Linked DNA regions of Anser cygnoides: region 1 is linked to region 2. Evidence: chromatin contacts called from public Hi-C data. All regions are on one chromosome and are shown on one strand. The core of a region is the stretch at or near the end of the contact, and the rest is flanking DNA. Distances in the headings are between cores, read along the strand shown.

Region 1 (3,866 bases), core at 88-2,587, 35 kb before region 2:
GGGACGTTGAGAAGGGGAATCTGTGGTGAGGCTGGGAGGGGACAGTGAGAGGGGGGAATGCGGGGGGATGCTGAGGGGACTGAGGGGGAGACACTGTGAGGGAACACGCTGTGAGGGGGCACAGTGAGGGGGCCGTGAGGGGAGACACTGTGAGGGAACTGTGAGGGGGGACACTGTGAGGGGACATGCTGTGAGGGGAGACACTGTGAGGGGACATGCTGTGAGGGGATACATGGAGGGGGCACACTGAGGGGACTGTGAGGGGGCACACTGTGAGGGGACATGCTGTGAGGGGATACATGGAGGGGGCACACCGAGGGGACTGTGAGGGGGCAAGCTGTGAAGGGGCACACTGTGAGGGGACATGGTGTGAGGTGCCACACTGAGGGACGTGCTTTGAGGGGATACATGGAGGGGGCACACCGACAGGACACGCTGTGAGGCGGCACACTGTGAGGGGGCAATAGGGGGTGCTGCGAGGTGCCCGGCCGAGGCCAGCGGGGGAGGCTGAGGTGAACGACTGGTACGGCACACGGAAGAGGCGGCTGAGGGGGACCGAGGGGGGGCGCGGCGAGCGTGCACCACGGGGGCGTCGAAGGGCAAGCCGATAGCGGCCGCCACACTCCACCACCCGCCCCCCCACCCCAGGACGCCGCGGAGCAACTGAGGACGAACTCCGCTCTTTCCGGCGCCGCTCGCGCCTTTCCGGCGGCGGCGGCGGCGGCGGGGGCGGCGGGGGGGCGTGCCCGGTGCGCGGTGACGCAGCGCGCAGGCGCCGCCCCGTCCCCGCCCCCATGGTCTCTGGAAAAGAGAAGAGAAAAAAAAACTTTTTTTTTTAATTGAGGAATCAACAGCCGCCATCTTGTCGCGGAGCCGGAGCGCGGCGCGAGCGGAGCGGGGCCGGGCCGGGCCGGGCCGGGGCAGCGGGGCCGCCCGCCGGGACACGGGGCAGCCGCGCCGGGCGCCGCCGACGGGCAGCGGGGCTCGGGGCCGCGGGGCAGCGCCGGACGGGGCCCGCCGGGCTCCGCCAGCGGGACCGGGAGCGGCGGCGGCGACCGCGGCGCGCTCATTGTTTTGGGGCGTTTTTTTTCCTAATTTTCCAATTTTCTCTTTTTTTCTTTTTTTTTTCCTCTCCCCCGCCTTCCTCCCCCCTTCCTTCCCCTTTTCTTCCCTCCCTTCCCTTCCCCTCCAAGCTCCCCCCCCCCCCCCCCCCCCCCCCCCCACCGTTTTGGGTCCGCGGCTCGCCGCGGGTGGGGGCGGCGGGGAGCGGGCGGCGGGGGACCGGGAACCGGGGCCGAGCCCCCCCCGGCATCGCGGAGGGCCGAGGAGGGGCGGCGGGGGGGGGGGGGGGGGGGGGGAGGAGGCCCCGCTATGCTCCCCGAGTGACTGCCGGAGCCGCCATCCGGGCACCTCCTCGGCGGCGGCAGGGCGGGGGAGAGGCCGGGAGGAGCGAGGCCGGCAGGGAGGGGGCGCTTGGGTTCTTCCCCCCGAGCCCGCCCCGAGCCCTCCTCCCTGCGGCCTTGCTGCGGCCCCGGGTATGGGGGAGAGGGGGCCGCCGGCGGCCGGGCACTGAGCGGCGCTGTTGTTCGCCATCCCCCTTCGTTCTTCTCCTCCGGGAGCGCCTCGGGACGGGCCCCGAGCGGCGGCGGCGGCTGCCATGGCGGAGAACTTACTCGACGGGCCGCCCAACCCCAAGCGAGCCAAGCTCAACTCGCCGGGCTTCTCCGCGAGCGACAGCACAGGTGAGACCCCGGGGAGGGACGGGGAGGGGTGTGGGGGGGGTGTTTTGGGGGTTCCCCCACCTTCCAGGGGCGAGCGGGCGGGCGGGCCCGGCGACCGTTCGTCGCCGTACGGCGACGAACGGTCGCCGGGCCCACCCGCTCGCCCCCCTTCTCTGAGGGGTCCCCACCCTTCCCTGGGGGTCCCCTCCTCTCCCCGGGGGTCCCCATGCTTCTCCTTCACCCCCCCCCTTCTGCCTACCCCCCCCCCCCCCCGCTGCCACCCCGCTCTGCGTCTCCGGGGCTGTGCTGCGGAGCGAAAAAAAAAAAAAAAAAAACACCCTCAACGCCACATCCCTATCCTGCTTTTTTAATATATGTATTAGTATTATTCTCCTTCTGTTCCCCCCCCATCTCCTTCTATTCCCCCCCTCCCGTCTCTGAGTGCGGTGAGACGGGTTTAAGGCGCTCGGTTCGACCTGTTCCGAGCTCTTTCCCTATTTAAAATTTAAAAAAAAAAAAAAAAAAAAAAGAATCTGCAGACCCGCTCAGGCGCTCAAGTTGTGATGAAATGCCCGGCAGCCCGGCGGTAGCTGCGACTCGTCTCCGCGTCGCGTAGCGTCTTCGCCCTGCTTCCCTTGTCCGAGGGGGCTCGTAGGTGATAAAACGCAGCAAAATTTCTCGTTTCCAGCAAGCGTGCGCCCGTCGCGAGTACGCACGTGTGTGCATAAGCGCGTGTGTGCGTGTACTCAAGTCTTGAAGCGTTCCGTTTTAATCGCCGAGGCAGTGCCTTCATAGGATCGTGTAGTGTGTTTGACTTGCACCTCTGTTCTCAGAGATTCCTGAATCTCGTCGAAGGGTCGGCGATAAGTTAATCGTGGTGTGCCTGCTGTGTTTTTATGGATAGGAAAAAAATATTACTATAATTGAGCTGATAAATTCTGTGGTTTTTTTTTTCAGTTTGCTTGGTGTGCATTTGGCAGTAGCTTACAGATACTTCAGGCTTTTTATTTTTTCTAATTCATGAAATCTTTTTCTTCTCAACCTCCCAAGAAATGAAACATGCCAAAAAGAAACAGTATTAAGAGTAAGAATTGGCAGAAAAATATCTAGGTGAGGTCTTGTGACTGAACGGCGTTAATCTCTTTTGTGGAAGTGACAGAATGCCATAGGGAAGGCTGATACGTAAGTTGCTACGAAATGCACCACAGTAACCTGGGAAAAGCACGATTTTTCTGAAATTCCTCAGACCTTTAGACTGTACGGGTAGCCAGGGAAGGCTGTTTGAAGCTGAATCTTTTTTTTTTTTTTTTGAAGTTGTCTTGGTCTGTTCTGGAATGCTTCAGTCATAATTACGTCCTGTTCAGCAAGTTCTAATGCGTCTCGGGGAGCTCTGTGCAGCGCTAGAGATGTAGGCTCCAGTATCTGCGGGAAGTTTTGCACAGCGGAGGGGCCTTTGGCCACCGGGGACAGAAAGCCCCACGTTGTATTCTGGAGAAGTAGGGTTGCATCCATAGTCTCGTGCCGTGATCCCTAGGCAAAATGCCTCTCTGTTGGAGAGCGCAGGTATGTTCGTGCACTTGGCGGTGCTTTTTCCAAAAACTACGCTTTAGATTCGATCCTAGCAGCCAAGGCTGTTGGTGGAAGGATTGCTGCACGCTTCTATGCGTTGTATCGGGCAATGCAAGTAGTATGAGTGGTGATTGCTATCAAATACCTGCTCCTGAACCTGAAACTGCCTGCTTTCTTGCACTGGGGCTTAAATGAACAAGTTTTGGGACGACCTGGGAAGTTGTCTTTGTGTAGGTGGGCATGCAGCTTGCGTCCTGGGCAGGCAGTGAGTTCTGGGATGGATAACTGAGTTGTAGCTGCAGTCGTAAACCCATGCCACTTGATGCTGCAGCTTACGTGCTGGGGACGTGCTTGTAAGACGTTTTGGTAGGCCGAGTAGTGCTGCTGCTGAACACGAAGGCCCCGGTCCTGCAGGCGCTCGTAAGCGAGCGTAGCAGCGCGATGGCGAAGGGTCTGGTGGCAGGCCTGAACGTTCAGCAGAATGCAACTGCTCGCACCTGTTTATACTTCGCTTTATGCTTTGATGCGGTAATGTTAAGCAACTCTTTTTGTCAGGGTAAATTTTAACTGCCTTTA
Region 2 (4,269 bases), core at 496-2,995:
ATGCTCACAGAAGAATGGGAGGGCCGAGTGCTGCAGGCAGGTGAGGTTTGTGTTTGGGGATGCAGGCGAGGAGCAGCCAGCCCAGCCCGCTCTTGTTCCTGCTCCTGGCCTCAGAGAGGTTTGAGCTCGTCAGCTACTTGCTCGGTCACACGTCTAGTTTCAGAAACTTTCTTCACCCTTCAGAAGGTATCTGGTAGACTGTCACGGTGTGCAGGAATAGCTCTGGATATTGCGTGATCCTTTCTCATACGTTGAAATAGTGGACTAGGAGAAGTGGGTAAGTTTATTAAATACTTCGCTGTTCTTCAGAGAAAGCCTGCCTAAGTCCATGCTGTAATGAATAAATAAGTAAGTTTAAGTGTCTTTGACTGTACTGTGGTGTGTTACCAGCACGGATTGCTTGAGGTTGTGTGGATCTAAAGTTCGGGTTGTACTTCAGGCTGTTTTGACTTACGTCTAGTTTGCAAGTACTGAAAGGAAAATCGTTTATATAGAAAGTGGAAAATACTGTATGGGTTTTTCGCATGTACTGAAGTCAGAATGTTGGCATTTTTTTGGAAACACTGCTTTAGGAATGCTTTCTGTGCAGCATTTTATTCCTGGCTGTACCTCTTTTTTTTGGTGTTTGTGTATGTCATGCTTTGTAGTATTTTCAGTGTAAGAGTTGAGCTAGATATTGCAAAGTCTTTCCCATATGGAAATGCACCATCCAGGGTCTTGAACATTTCAGATGGAAGCTGATCCAGTATTGCAGTTCTCAGGACGTTGTATCTTTTTGGCAGTAGGACCATTTCAGTAAAAACAGCTCCTCAAAAAGAAAAGAAAAAATGCTCTTCTTAAAGGTTTTTTAAGGTACTTGCATTTATACTGCCATTTTCCGTCTGATCCATGCATCTCTTCCAGACTTTGGGATTACAGCACACCTTGTGAGAACACGCTGCACACATTTCTAGGCCTCTCATGAAATAATGGAAAATGTAGGACTTGGCCTGTGCTCGAAACCCCGAGTCTGGTCCCGGGGCGAGCTGTTCGGGCGGCCTCGGGAAGCAGGCCTGGCAGCTGGCCGGCATCCGAGGGCTCGCCTGGGAAGCCAGCAGGGTGCTTTCTTTAGGAACTCCTACAAAAAAAACGCAGAAGTCCAGAAAGTAGAAATTCTTGAAATCTGCGTGGTGTAACAGTACCTGATACCACTCTTCTGAGCTTTTGATCCTGTTAAGCAATTGGGGTTTTTTGGTCATGTAGGCTATTGGTATTACTCAACTCTGCTCTGGGGCGCAGCAAATAAATGATAACCTCTTACACTGCAAAGTAACAGCTCTTTTAAAATGAGTGGGTGTAGGACCAGATCCTTCTGTAAGGATAAAACATTTTGTGTGGTGGAAACATGCCTGGATCTGGTGGCGGTGGCTCTGCAGCTGAAGGGAGCCGGGAGCCGCCGGGCCAGCACTCTGAGACGCGGGGCAAAGTGCACGGCCGAGCCTGGCGGTGTGTGCTGGACTCTGCCCCGGCGTGGCAGACAGCTCCTACCCCGCTCCTTCAGCAGGGAAAAAGCTGCCGCGTGCCTGGGAACGGTCCCCCCGCGAATTCCTGCTGGGAACGGCAGCGAAACCAGCGGGGCGGTAGGCGGCTGGGGTGTTGTGCAAGGGAGCGCTGCAGAGGTCAAAGGGAGGGGAAAATAGGATTTAATATTTCACACAAAAGCTCGCTCAGTGCTTCAATTTATATTCTGACGGGTGATAAAGTCATCTAGAATTCCGCCCAGTGTGGGGGAAAAGAGCACAAACATGATTATCCATTCTACTTTTCTGTGTTGCCTTCGTTTGAGGGATGGGGGTTTCATAGTCTTAGCCATCCTCTTTGACAGAAGTAAATTCCCGTTAATATGTCTTTTCGGGGCCTTTTGTCCACTGTAATATTAACTGGCTCAACTAATAGAGATTTCACCACTTCTCTTGTGAGGCTGTTCTTCAGGCAGAATGGCTCTTTGGGATGGACGGTGTTCTTACTAATTCAGCGGGGATTCGTTATTTCTGCTCTCTGTTCTTAAGGAGTTTGGGGGTGTAATTTGTCAAGGATGTTGGCTTTAGATGGATGTCATTTTGTTCAGACATTTTTCCTTAAGTACCAAAACAAGCAGATAAGCGTTTGCTCTCTGTTTCCCTTTCCTTCCCATCTGGTCTATGCACAAAGTCATACTTTGTGCACAGAACACGCAAAATGCATTTGAGGCTTGTGTGGTTTTCAGAAGTTTTTACAGAATTGGAAAAGTAATTTTTTTCTTGATGCAGATTAGGAAGGATAATCTTATTTTCTACTTTGCATTTGCACAGTGATGTTAAAGTTAAATTGCAAGACTTCGGATACACACGGGAGCTGCGTAAAGCCTAATATTAACATTTTTTTATGATTTGATTAAGGTTGTGAAATTGAGAATCTAATATGGAACAACTTAAACAGGAATTTGGGCTCTGTGAATGCAAAGATGGATATTTTACATGGTTTTTTTGTTTGTTTTGTTGGTTTTTTTAGTGTCCCTTTAGACTCCATAAAGTTATAATTTCATTCATTCTTTTCCAGATGGGAATGACAGGTAACACTAGTCCCTTTGGGCAACCTTTCAGTCAAACTGGAGGGCAGCAGATGGGAGCTACAGGAGTGAATCCTCAGTTACCAACCAAGCCAGGCATGGCAAATAGTTTGTCTGCCTTCCCTGCTGACATCAAGAGTACCCCGGTCACCAGTGTGCCCAATATGGTGAGTTGTATCTTACTGTTTCCTTGGGTGATTGTATATTGATCCTGCATTCTGAATTCTTGGGTTGAATGGCTTTTGCAGCATTACTGGACTTCTGCATGATTATTTAAATGTCAGAGATGCCCCAGAGTTCTTCACTACTGCTCTGTGGAGCATGTGGGAAGTTTGTGTGCATTTTTATACAGGAATTTAACTTCCAAAGCAAGCAATATGTTTTGTTATAAGATTGCATTACATCCTTTCATTTTGTCTGGGACATTTAGTTCCAAACCAGATGAAGATGTTTTCTCTGCAAGTGCTGCTTGTAAGTTTAAATGCCTAAATCAATTAGAATTTGTGTTGGATACACCATAAACTTCCATGAAAGCTAAATAGTGCCTTTCATATCCTTTGAATCTAATATAGTAAGCACACCACATGCTTTTCAGTTGATATTGTGCATAACTTGCAGCTCGCAAGCTTATGAGGATATTCTTATTAGGATATCTTGCCCAAGTTTGTAGTATTCTGTTTACTAGTTTTCTTTATAAAACGAAATGAAATATTCCCATTTGTCTCAGTATGTCTGTGTATTAATCAAACCGCTTGTGTCGTTTCTATGGGAACTCCAGCTTGTTGCATTTTATATTCTTATACATGATAGCAGTTACTATAGAAACTTGTAAAACCTTCCATAAGATGCAAATTGCTTATTTTTTAATTTAACTTGAAAACCAGCTAGTTTTTGGCACAAGCTATGCTTGTTCTTCTATCAGTGAGTTTGCTACCTGCCTATAGTTAAAAAGGCTATTTAGGAGAAGGAATGGGATGTGATAAACTTCCTCTTTTTTTCCTGATTTTTAGGGAAGCACTTCCTAATTTTCCTTTAGTTGCACTGTGAAATCTTTGTCTAACATCATCTGTAATTTACTGCTAGCAATTATGGAAAGGAGCTGGCAACTAGAATGGAAACCGTGTTCAGAATACCACTTGCGCTCATGCAGAATGTTTGTAGAAGACAAATTGCTGCATGACTCTTCTAATTTTATTTTAAAAATATTTTAAGTTTGGTTCAGGTGTAAAGCAAATGAATTATCTCACAATTCTGCAGAGAAGCTGAAGATCTGCCCAAAGTACTGTATTTATCTTAGTGATTGGATGATGCTGAAGCTTAATTTTATTCTCATTTAAATGTCTGTTTTTGGGAAGCATAACTCTGAATGTACTCGCTTATTAGTACAGGATGTAGTGGCAGATAGGTGAAATAAAAAAAGGCAGGAGCCACGGGACAAAAAAAAAAAAAGAAACCTTGTTTCCTCTCTCCCTCCTTGTCCAAAAGGCAAAATCCAGGAAACTTACTTGTCTGGTATTATCAATTGCAGTTTCTTTAAAATGCCAAAAATGAGAGTTGTCTTTTGGGAGGACAATCAAAACCATCTTCCTTTGTGTCTCAGGTGTCAAAACCTTCATATATCCAGTATATCTTTTTTCTCCCTCCAGCCAGTAATAACTGTTTGGGCTGATAGACATGCGTAC

What was found. A called contact is a pair of places that touch in the nucleus more often than the background predicts.
Region 1: a Hi-C map of liver shows a contact between it and region 2, with 4 times the contacts expected there. The contact joins the promoter of CREBBP here to the enhancer-like site in region 2. A contact is called at or near these places in 2 of 7 Hi-C or Micro-C datasets (both in liver).

What each region holds. Positions count from the first base shown.
Region 1 is chr15:11,846,353-11,850,218 of Taihu_goose_T2T_genome, reverse strand. CREBBP (CREB binding protein) reads left to right here and starts at 1,337. Exons shown (of 30, transcript XM_066977615.1): 1 at 1,337-1,742. The coding sequence starts at 1,658.
Region 2 is chr15:11,811,652-11,815,920 of Taihu_goose_T2T_genome, reverse strand. It overlaps CREBBP (CREB binding protein), which reads left to right. Exons shown (of 30, transcript XM_066977615.1): 3 at 2,578-2,754. Among named protein-coding and RNA genes, the nearest start is that of CREBBP, 35 kb to the left of the region's middle. Within about 2 kb of position 1,745, at least 2 of the 3 cell types and tissues checked have open chromatin away from gene starts, as enhancers often do. A contact at or near this core is called in liver, where this site is marked.